Linked DNA regions of Sus scrofa: region 2 is linked to region 1. Evidence: chromatin contacts called from public Hi-C data. All regions are on one chromosome and are shown on one strand. Each heading gives the region's core, a stretch centred on a gene start, on an enhancer-like site or on the middle of the called end of the contact. The rest is flanking DNA. Distances are from core to core; before and after follow the strand shown.

Region 1 (4,606 bases), core at 311-2,810:
ACCTGGTGGACATCACTCGCCAGGCAGTCCAGGAGCTGGTCAGCTTATACTATGAAGAGGCGAGGACGGCCTATCTGAATAAGGAACTGGTTTCCCTGATGCGGGCAGGAGGCATCCTGGCCTACGAGCTTCTGCCTGCTCTGGACAAGGTGCTGGCTAGTGACAGCCACTTCCTGCTGGGCAGCTGGCTGGAGCAGGCCCGGGGGGTGGCAGTCAGTGAGGCTGAGGCCCTTTTCTATGAGCAGAACAGCCGCTACCAGCTGACCCTGTGGGGGCCAGAAGGCAACATCTTAGACTATGCCAACAAGCAGCTGGCAGGACTGGTGGCTGACTACTACACCCCCCGCTGGCGGCTCTTCATGGAGATGCTGGTTGAAAGCCTGGTCCAAGGCATCCCCTTCCAACAGCACCAGTTTGACCAGAACGTCTTCCAGCTGGAACAGACCTTTGTCCTTGGCACCAGGAGGTACCCTAGCCAGCCCCAAGGTGACACGGTAGACCTGGCCAAGAAGCTCTTCCTCAAATATTACCCCCGGTGGGTGGCTGGCTCCTTGTGACATCAACCATCCTTGGGCCACATTCTCCCCAAACTCCAGGCCTGGACAGGTTCCCAGGGCCTGGGGCTGGACAAGCCTCACAGGAGTTCCCCAGGCCTGGGTGAAGGAACTCATGCTGGTGGGATCAGGCATGGAAGGTTTGGAGGGGCCTGAGCTGCCTTCCTCCCTCATCTCAAATTTGGGATCAAAGTACTGTTTTAATACAACTTAATAAACTGATGAATCACCTGGACCTGTGTGTCGGAATGTCAGTGCCATGACACCTGGGAGGACTCAAGGCTATCGCATAGACACTGGTGAGGCCACTTCTCCCTGCCCCCTTGCCTCAGCTCCCCCATTTTAAAAAGTAACCTTTGACCTTTGAACGGAGACTGCCCTGGAGTTCCCTTCGTGGCACAGCGGTAATGAACCAGACTAGTATCCATGAGGATGTGTGTTCAATCCCTGGCCTCACTCAGTGGGTTAAGGATCTGGCGCTGCCATGAGCTGTGGTGTAGGTCACAGACTCCTTGGATCCCGAGTTGTTGTGTAGAGTGGCAGCTACAGCTCTGATTCGACCCCTAGCCTGAGAACTTCCATATGCCCCTAAAAAGACAATAAGTAAACGAACAGACACACTGAGAATGCCCTTCCGAAGCATTTGCTTTCACACCCTCAGCAACAAACCTTGGCAACTAGGATTGTCCCTGTGTGTCAGAGGCTTGCTAGGGGAAGATCAGCTCTGGGGCACTCAGTGCCCACACCTCCTGTTTGCAAAGCTTCACCCACCCTCTGACCAGCAACTAAAAGGGGATGTTCCAGGCAGTGGCCTCATCTCTGCCTTGACCTAGAGAAAATTGGGGAGAGCAGGCCAGCAACCCACAGGAGGGCTCAGCCTTGAGATTGTGCTGAAGACATAATAAGGGGTGGGGACCCCAGCGGGCAGGGGCGGGTCACAGCAGATGATAACTATCCCGGAGACCAGAGCCCAGCATTCCTCGCCTTTCCAAACTGCACAACCCAATGGACCGCACCGTGGTGCTCATCACCGGCTGTTCCTCCGGCATCGGCCTGCACCTGGCCCTGCGTCTGGCATCTGACCCATCTCAGAGCTTCAAAGGTACAGGAGGCTGGGAGTGGAGAGAAACCACAGCTCCTGGTAGGAGGGGGCCTAGGTAGGGTTGGGAGCCAGGAATTCAGAGCCTCTTCTTCTCCCTGCACCTCCAGTGTACGCCACCCTAAGGGACTTGACGGCACAAGGCCCGCTGTTGGAGGCCGCCCAGGCCCGAGGGTGCCCCCCGGGCTCCCTGGAGACCTTGCAGCTGGATGTGAGGGATGCAGATTCAATAGCGGATGCCCGGGCACACGTGACCGAGGGACGCGTGGATGTGCTGGGTGAGCCTCCCCGCCAAACAAGTTGCCCTTCCTCACCCTGTGTCCAAACCAAGATGTACGGAGGCCCAGGGAGCCCCAGGGGACAAGCGGGGTGCAGGGCTCTGCGTGAGGCGGACAGGGTGTGGTCTCTCTCCCCACAGTGTGCAACGCAGGCCGGGGCCTGGTGGGGCCCCTGGAGGCACACAGGGAGGGCGCTGTGGACTCCGTGCTGGATGTGAACCTGGCCGGCACCGTGCGGATGATGCAGGCCTTTCTGCCGGACATGAAGCGGCGCCGCTCGGGTCGCATATTGGTGACCGGGAGCCTGGGAGGCCTGATAGGTGAGTAGAAAAAGGAGGGGCCAGAAGCGGCAGGAGGGGGGGCGTCTGATAAAAGCGGGGAGGTGGGAGCTGGCGAGACCGCCACGGGCTTCGCTTGCTTCTGCTGCTCCGCGCACCTCAGCAGCCCCCTCTCCCCTCCAAGGGCTTCCCTTCAACGCTGTTTACTGCGCCAGCAAGTTTGCAATCGAAGGCTTATGCGAGAGTCTGGCGGTTGTGCTGCAGAGCTTCGGGGTCCAGTGAGTTACCGCCCCGCCCCCGGGGACCCTCTGAACCCTGCCTTTGGGAACCCCAGCACCCTGCCTTGTTGGAGCCGCTCCCAGGCGTTCTCGCTGGCCCCTCCCTTGTGCGGGTCCCATTCGTCGTGTGCCAGGCACAGTACTGGCACAGTACTGGGCGCTTGGCACGCGTCCTCCCACTCCGCCTGAGCTAGTGAGGCGTCGGTATCGTCATGGGGAAGCTCAGGCCTAGAGAAGTTCGGTGCTGACCCAAGGTCGCACAGAAGTTAGTGTCCCAGGCAAGTTGGCATTTTGACGCCAGAGCCTCTCACACCCTCCAAGGGATGTGGGGGCGCTTTGGGGGCAGTGAGCCGCTTTCAAACCACCCCCCACCTCCTCGCCCGCCTCCCTCCCGGCTGCGCATCCACTCCCGCTCACTCGCCGCCCTCCGGCCCGCAGCGTGAGCGTCATCGAGTGCGGCCCGGTGCGTACTGCCTTCCCCGAGAAGCTGGAGGACGGCCTGGGCGGGATACTGGATCGCGCGGACGCCGAGACCCGTGACCTCTTCTCCCGCTACCTGAGCCACTTCGAGCAGACGTTCCTTGAGGCGGCGCAGGACCCGGAGGAGGTGGTCGAGGTGAGCGCGGGCGGGGCTGCGGGAGCGGGGGCGGCGCTCCAGGCCCCAAGCCCAACCCCGACCAAGTTCGCCTGCTCCCGCCGCCGCAGGTCTTCCTCCAGGCTCTGCGCGCGCCGCGCCCGGCTCTGCGCTACTTCACCACCGAGCACTTCCATCCCCTGATCAAGCTGCGCTTCTCCGACCCCAGCAGCAGCAGCTACGTCGCAGCCGAGCACCAAAGAGTGTTCGGCGACCAGGCCACCGAGGGCTTCGAGGGCACTGATTGCGGCGAGGCGGAGGCGGGAGCTGGAGACCTGGGGCCGTCTGAGCTCGGCGCTCCTCTTGCCACCCCGCAATAAGGGCTTGGTCTGCCGCTGTCTCCCGCACTCTCCTTTGCGGCCCGGAAGGTGTGCGGTTTAGGGATGGAAAGGGGCTCCTGACTGCTCTGCACTTGCGCCTGCAGAGGGTGAGCCGTCAGGAAAGGTCGTGTTAGCCCGGGTTGTACCTACTGAAACCGAAGCCCAGAAAGGGAAGGAGCTTTGCCCAAGGTCACTCCTCGTCCTCCACAGGGCAGGGAGAGTGGTCCTCGATCCCCAAGGGGTGTCTGCAGCAGGAGGAGCTAGTCGGACTTGAGGGCGGGGAGAGTTGGCTTGTGACTTGGCTTCCACCAGTCATGGGACCTTAGACAACGTCCTTACCCTCTGCTTTCTTATCTGTAAAATGGGTTTAATACCTATGTCATGGATTGTGGTAAGAATGAATTGAGATAATGCCAGAAAGTGCTGGTTTGGAGGTTTTTTTGGTTGTTGTTGTCGTTGTTTGTTTTTTCGTCTTTTTTGCCTTTTCTAGGGCCGCTCCCGCAGCACATGGAGATTCCCAGGCTAGGGGTCTAATCGGAACTGTAGCCACTGGCCTACGCCAGAACCACAGTAACGCGGGATCTGAGACCTACACCACAGCTCACGGCAACGCCGGATCCTTAACCCACTGAGCAAGGGCAGGGATCGAACCCGCAACCTCATGGTTCTTAGTCGGATTCGTTAACCACTGAGCCACGACGGGAACTCCTGGTCTGGAGATCTTAATAGCAGGCACTGGCTATTATTATTACTACTAGTAGTATTACTGTCGTTTTTGTGTTCCCAAGGCTAAATGAGCCAAAAGGAGACAGCCCCACTCAGCCCCCCTCCATGCCCTCTGCCCAGAGAGATCCCCACCCGGCTCAGACGCTGCCTCTCACCAGGAGGTCTAGCTGAGGCTCAGGTCCTGGCTGATTTGCTCAAACATACATCCTCCTTCTGGAAGCCAGTGGAAGGAGCTAAAGTGGCAGGGGCCACTGAAAGGACCTGCAGGGTTGCAGAGTCGGTCTCCTTCTAACTGTCTCTGAAGTTGGATGCTGGACAATGGGTGGAGATGGAGACTAGGTGAGGAGGTTGCTGGTAGAGGAAGGTGATACGGGTGCCCCAGGAGGGGACTTAATAAAGATGATGCAGGAGTTCCTGTTGTGTCTCAGTGGAAAGGAAT
Region 2 (4,559 bases), core at 1,776-4,275, 290 kb before region 1:
ACCCAAATATACTACAAATATAGCTCTCCATTAAAACTGTTCCAATAAAAATCTCCATTAAAAAAATAAACATGGGCGTTCCCATCATGGCTCAGTAGAAACGAATCTGACTAGCATTCATGAGGACTCAGATTTGATTCCTGGCCTCAGTGGGTTAAGGATCTGGCGTTGCTGGGAACTGGGGTGTAGGTTGCAGATGTGGCTTGGATCCTGCGTTGCTGTGGCTGTGGTGTAGGCTGGCGGATACAGCTCCAATTTGACCCCTAGCCTGGGAACCTCCATATGCCACACCATAAAAAGCAAAAAAAAAAAAAAAAAAAAAAAAAAAAAAAGTTATGGGTAGACTTTCATTACTATAAGCAGGTAATGCATATACCACTTCCCTAGAGATTTAATGATCTCAGGGAGTTTCAAGTTCAAAGAGTATTCTGTCTCTCTCTAGAAGAGATAGCTTGCTGGCTCCAGTCCCTGACTCCCTGTACAAAAGTATGTAAGAGAGAAAGAAAGCATATCCACAGCCAGCAGATATGTGAGAGTTATTCAAAACTATTAACATATATATATATTTTTCTTTTTAAGGCCACATGGCAGTATATAGAAGTTCCCAGACTAGGGGTTGAATGGGAGCTGTAGCTGCTCGCATATACCACAGCCACAGTAACGGGATCCGAGCCGTATCTGCGATCTATACCACAGCTCAGGGCAATGCTGGATCCTTATCCCACTGAGCAAGGCCAGGGATCGAACCATGTCCTCATGGATACTAGTTGGGTTCGTTAACCACTGAGCCATGATGGGACCACAACTAGTCAGATTCTTAACCTGAGCCACAATGGGAACTCCAATGGCAATATTCTTATAATAGGATAAAGGAATGATTCAAATAGCATATTATTCCACTTTAACAACTCCAAACAACAAAGTAATTCTTTACTGGAGTAAGTTCAAAGTTGAGTGATAAGAAGGCAAATATTTCAAATGAGAAGCAGCTGAGATTTGGGACAGGGCGCTGCATTACAGGTGGCCATGTCCCCTTGTACATTTGTGTTTCTCAAAACTAGTAACTGTTTCCCAGAAGATTTTACACAGGCTGCAGCTGTGTCATGGTTATACATTTGTGCTTCCCATAATTAGCACTGGCCCCAAAGAATAATATGTACTCAATAACTTGTTTCTTAAAGTAATTTTGCAACAAAAGCAGCTAACGAGAGCCAAGATATGTCTTAAAAAAGGGAGGGGCACTCACGAGAATCAAACTTCCAAGCAATGGTGATGCCACCAATTTCAGAGTCACTGAACCTCAGCAGGAAAGTCCCGTCGGGCTTGTTAATGAGTAGGTCATGGGCCTGTTGCTTGTTCACGAAACCCAAAATAGCCCTGGATCAGAAATGCCAAAGGAGCAGAAGCAGAGTGGGATGTTTTAATGCCGGAAAGATCATCTTCCTAACTCTACTGCTAACTTAAGAAAGGATTCTCACCCATCGTTCCAATGAGGCTTGAGATGTTTTTTTAACACTTCCATCACGCCATCAAACCACTGCCAGAAAGTGTAATTCCGTCCTGGTAAATTTTCCTGGTTGGAGAGACAACAAATGAATACAAATAGGCAGAAGGAACCCTCAGGATATTACCCGTATAGACTTTAACTGGTGAAATTAAAGGGAAAATAACATCTACACTGTCAGAATCATAGAAATATACACGCCTGCCTGAGTTTGATCAAGTGGTCCTACAACCAAAAAAAAAAAAAAAACCAGGATAGAGAGGAAAAGACAGAAGAAGGGGGAAATACCACAGAGCAGTTACCAACAGTCCGTGGATCTCGGCTACAAACACTTGCCCCTGCATCTGGACTGACTTGTTCTTTGCTTTTGGGGGGGGGGGGCGGAGCAAAGGAGAAAAGAATAGCTTTATTGCTTTGACAGGCATAAGAGGGTCACAGGAGGCTAAGGCCCTAAAGACTGGGCCCCCTCCTTTACTGTTTTTGATGTGTGGTCTGTGACCCGCAGCGGCAGCGTTGCCAGGGAGCCTCTGGGAAACGCAAAATATCAAGCCCCATTTCAGACCTGCTGAAGCTGAGCCTGCGCCTTAACAAGCTGCCCAGGTGATGTGTAAATTTGAACTGGACTAGATCACACTGTGAGGCCACAGAGAACACGCCATCATACAGCTGCTGCAATAATTATCAGCAAAGTGCAGTTATCTGATTCTGCTGGAAGGCATGATTCTGCAACGGAAAAGACAGACTACCAAGGCCTCCTGCTTCCCCTATCGAACCTCCTCTGACTACCAGCAAACCTGTTGGCTAGCTGGTTAACACACAGCCATTTAAAAGAGTTAGACTCAGAGACTATGAGATCTTTGAACTGGGGCACTTAAAACACGGGGGTGGCCATGGATGCAAAGACACAAACGTTCAATTTAAAATCGAAGATGTGACAGGTGGCATCTGAACTGCCTGAGGCTAGAGGAAATGTGGCCTTCATTGGCACCCTCTTTTGAGGGCTGAGGGCCCCATGGGAGTCTGACTTTGCATTACACTCAAGGAGCCTCAGAGAGTCAAGGGGACTGAGCCATGGAGTTCTGAGCATCACCAAAGCTTTACTTCTCATGAGTTATGTGATCATTTGCTTTGCTGTTTCCTTTACAAAGGAAGAAAATGCATGCAAAGCCGTTTGCTTAAATATTCAAGCACAAAATTTTCTACACACACACACACAAAGCATGTGGCTTTCAGAGGCTTCCTATTACCGTGGGCATGGTGTATTAGAGGCATGAGGAACGGGGGCCCGGGGCAGGGATGCTCCCGAGGGGTCTGGCCTGGAGGGGCTGATCTGATTGCAGCAGGCGGGGGCCCTCACCCTGTTGAACTGGGACCAGGACACAGACATGCCGCTGTAGTCCTCCAGATGGCTGCTGCTGCTGTTGAAGAGCTTCTGCGCCAGGAACACGAGGTTCTCCTTGGTCAGGCCCCGGTTGCTCTGCACCTCGGCCTTGAATTTCATGTTGAGCGCCTCGCACAGCTGCGGCCACAGGACTTTGTCAGGCACCGCAAAGGGCACCCTGCCCTGCGGGGGTGGGGTGAAGGGGAGAGAAGCCAGAACCTTAGGAGAAAACACCTGCAGGATTTATCCCCTCAGCCCGAAAAAGAAAACCACTGAGGAGGGGATGGAGTTGCAAACACTTGTCTGGCTGAGCGTGGGGCTAAACTCAAACCTTCGCGGGGTTTGCGGTTCTGGGACATTGAGAAGGTTCCATCTCACTGTCTTCACATGCCACTTGGAAGCTATCAGTGCTGTTCCGTAAAAGAGCTGCTGGACATACTGTCTGATCCCATGCTCTCATGGTCACGGAGACAAAACATGACCAAAGTCTGACTCTGACACTATAAACTCAAAGGGAGTACAAATCCACAAGACTGGTTCTCTAGGTGCAGAGAGAGAATGTGTGTGTTCATATGTGGGTGCGCAACCGTCATCCGTGCCCTTGACCCCTTCTGCCAAGAACTCCAGCTCAAAGTGAAAGGACTTACTATGGAAGAGTGGAAACTGTGCTCTGACAACTTTACTGCAAAACAGGTTAGAATGTGAATTTTTTTTTTTTTTTTGTCTTTTTGCTATTTCTTTGGGCCGCTCCCGTGGCATATGGAGGTTCCCAGGCTAGGGGTCGAATCGGAGCTGTAGCCGCCAGCCTACGTGCCAGAGCCACAGCAACGTGGGATCCAAGCCGCGTCTGCAACCTACACCACAGCTCACAGCAATGCCGGATCCTTAACCCACTGAGCAAGGGCAGGGACCGAACCCGCAACCTCATGGTTCCCAGTTGGATTCGTTAACCACTGCGCCACGATGGGAACTCCAGAATGTGAATTTTTAATAAATGGCTTTTCATCCCATTCAGCCACGGTATTTCATTTTAATTATTGTAACTTTTTTTTGGAATAGGCAATTTCTCCACATGATATAAAATTTCAAAAGCACAGAAGGGCCTACAGTGAAGTCATTTCCCTTCTCTGTCCATCAGCAATCTAGTTCCTTTCCTAAATCTTGTAATCTAGTTTACTGGGTATACCTCCAAAGATATTCTTTACATGCTGGCAAATATGTATACATTTCCCCTTTTTTAATATATAGAACCCACATCTTGCATCTTTTTTTTTTTTTTCACTTAATATTTTATCTGAGAGGCCTCAGCACATAAAATTTTCTTTCGAGGCTGCTCATTATTCTACACTATGGAGGAATAATAATATATTTAACCTCGCAGGGGGACATCTGCGCACGAGTCTCCAGTCTTTGGCTACTACAAACAGTGCTGCAGCCTATTCATGTCACTTGGCACATTCGCAAATATATCTGTAGAATTAATTCCCACAAGTATGTATTTATATTAAAGCAGCATAATGGGGAGGGTGTGAAGAAAAGGGAGCCATCTCCTATACTGTTGGTGGGAAGGTAAAGTGGTGCAGCCACTGCGGACAGTATGGATGTTCCTTAAAAAACTAAAAATAGAGTTGTCATATGATCTCGCAATCCCACTCCTGGGCATACGTCTGGAGA

What was found. Hi-C and Micro-C count contacts between places; a contact is called where the count stands out from the background.
Region 2: a Hi-C map of skeletal muscle shows a contact between it and region 1, with 2.5 times the contacts expected there. The contact joins the enhancer-like site here to the promoter of HSD17B1 in region 1. A contact is called at or near these places in 2 of 5 promoter capture datasets (fetal liver and liver), 3 of 47 Hi-C or Micro-C datasets (retroperitoneal adipose tissue, skeletal muscle and subcutaneous adipose tissue) and 1 of 2 datasets of contacts at active chromatin or transcription factors (skeletal muscle).

What each region holds. Positions count from the first base shown.
Region 1 is chr12:20,268,303-20,272,908 of Sscrofa11.1, reverse strand. HSD17B1 (hydroxysteroid 17-beta dehydrogenase 1) reads left to right here and starts at 1,560. Exons shown (of 6, transcript NM_001128472.1): 1 at 1,560-1,656; 2 at 1,764-1,931; 3 at 2,072-2,251; 4 at 2,394-2,487; 5 at 2,926-3,103; 6 at 3,193-3,441. The coding sequence starts at 1,560. The coding sequence ends at 3,441.
Region 2 is chr12:20,561,472-20,566,030 of Sscrofa11.1, reverse strand. STAT5B (signal transducer and activator of transcription 5B) reads right to left here. Exons shown (of 18, transcript NM_214168.1): 12 at 2,862-3,068; 13 at 1,479-1,573; 14 at 1,247-1,377. Among named protein-coding and RNA genes, the nearest start is that of GHDC, 17 kb to the left of the region's middle. Within about 2 kb of position 3,025, at least 2 of the 83 cell types and tissues checked have an H3K27ac peak or open chromatin away from gene starts, as enhancers often do. A contact at or near this core is called in skeletal muscle, where this site is marked.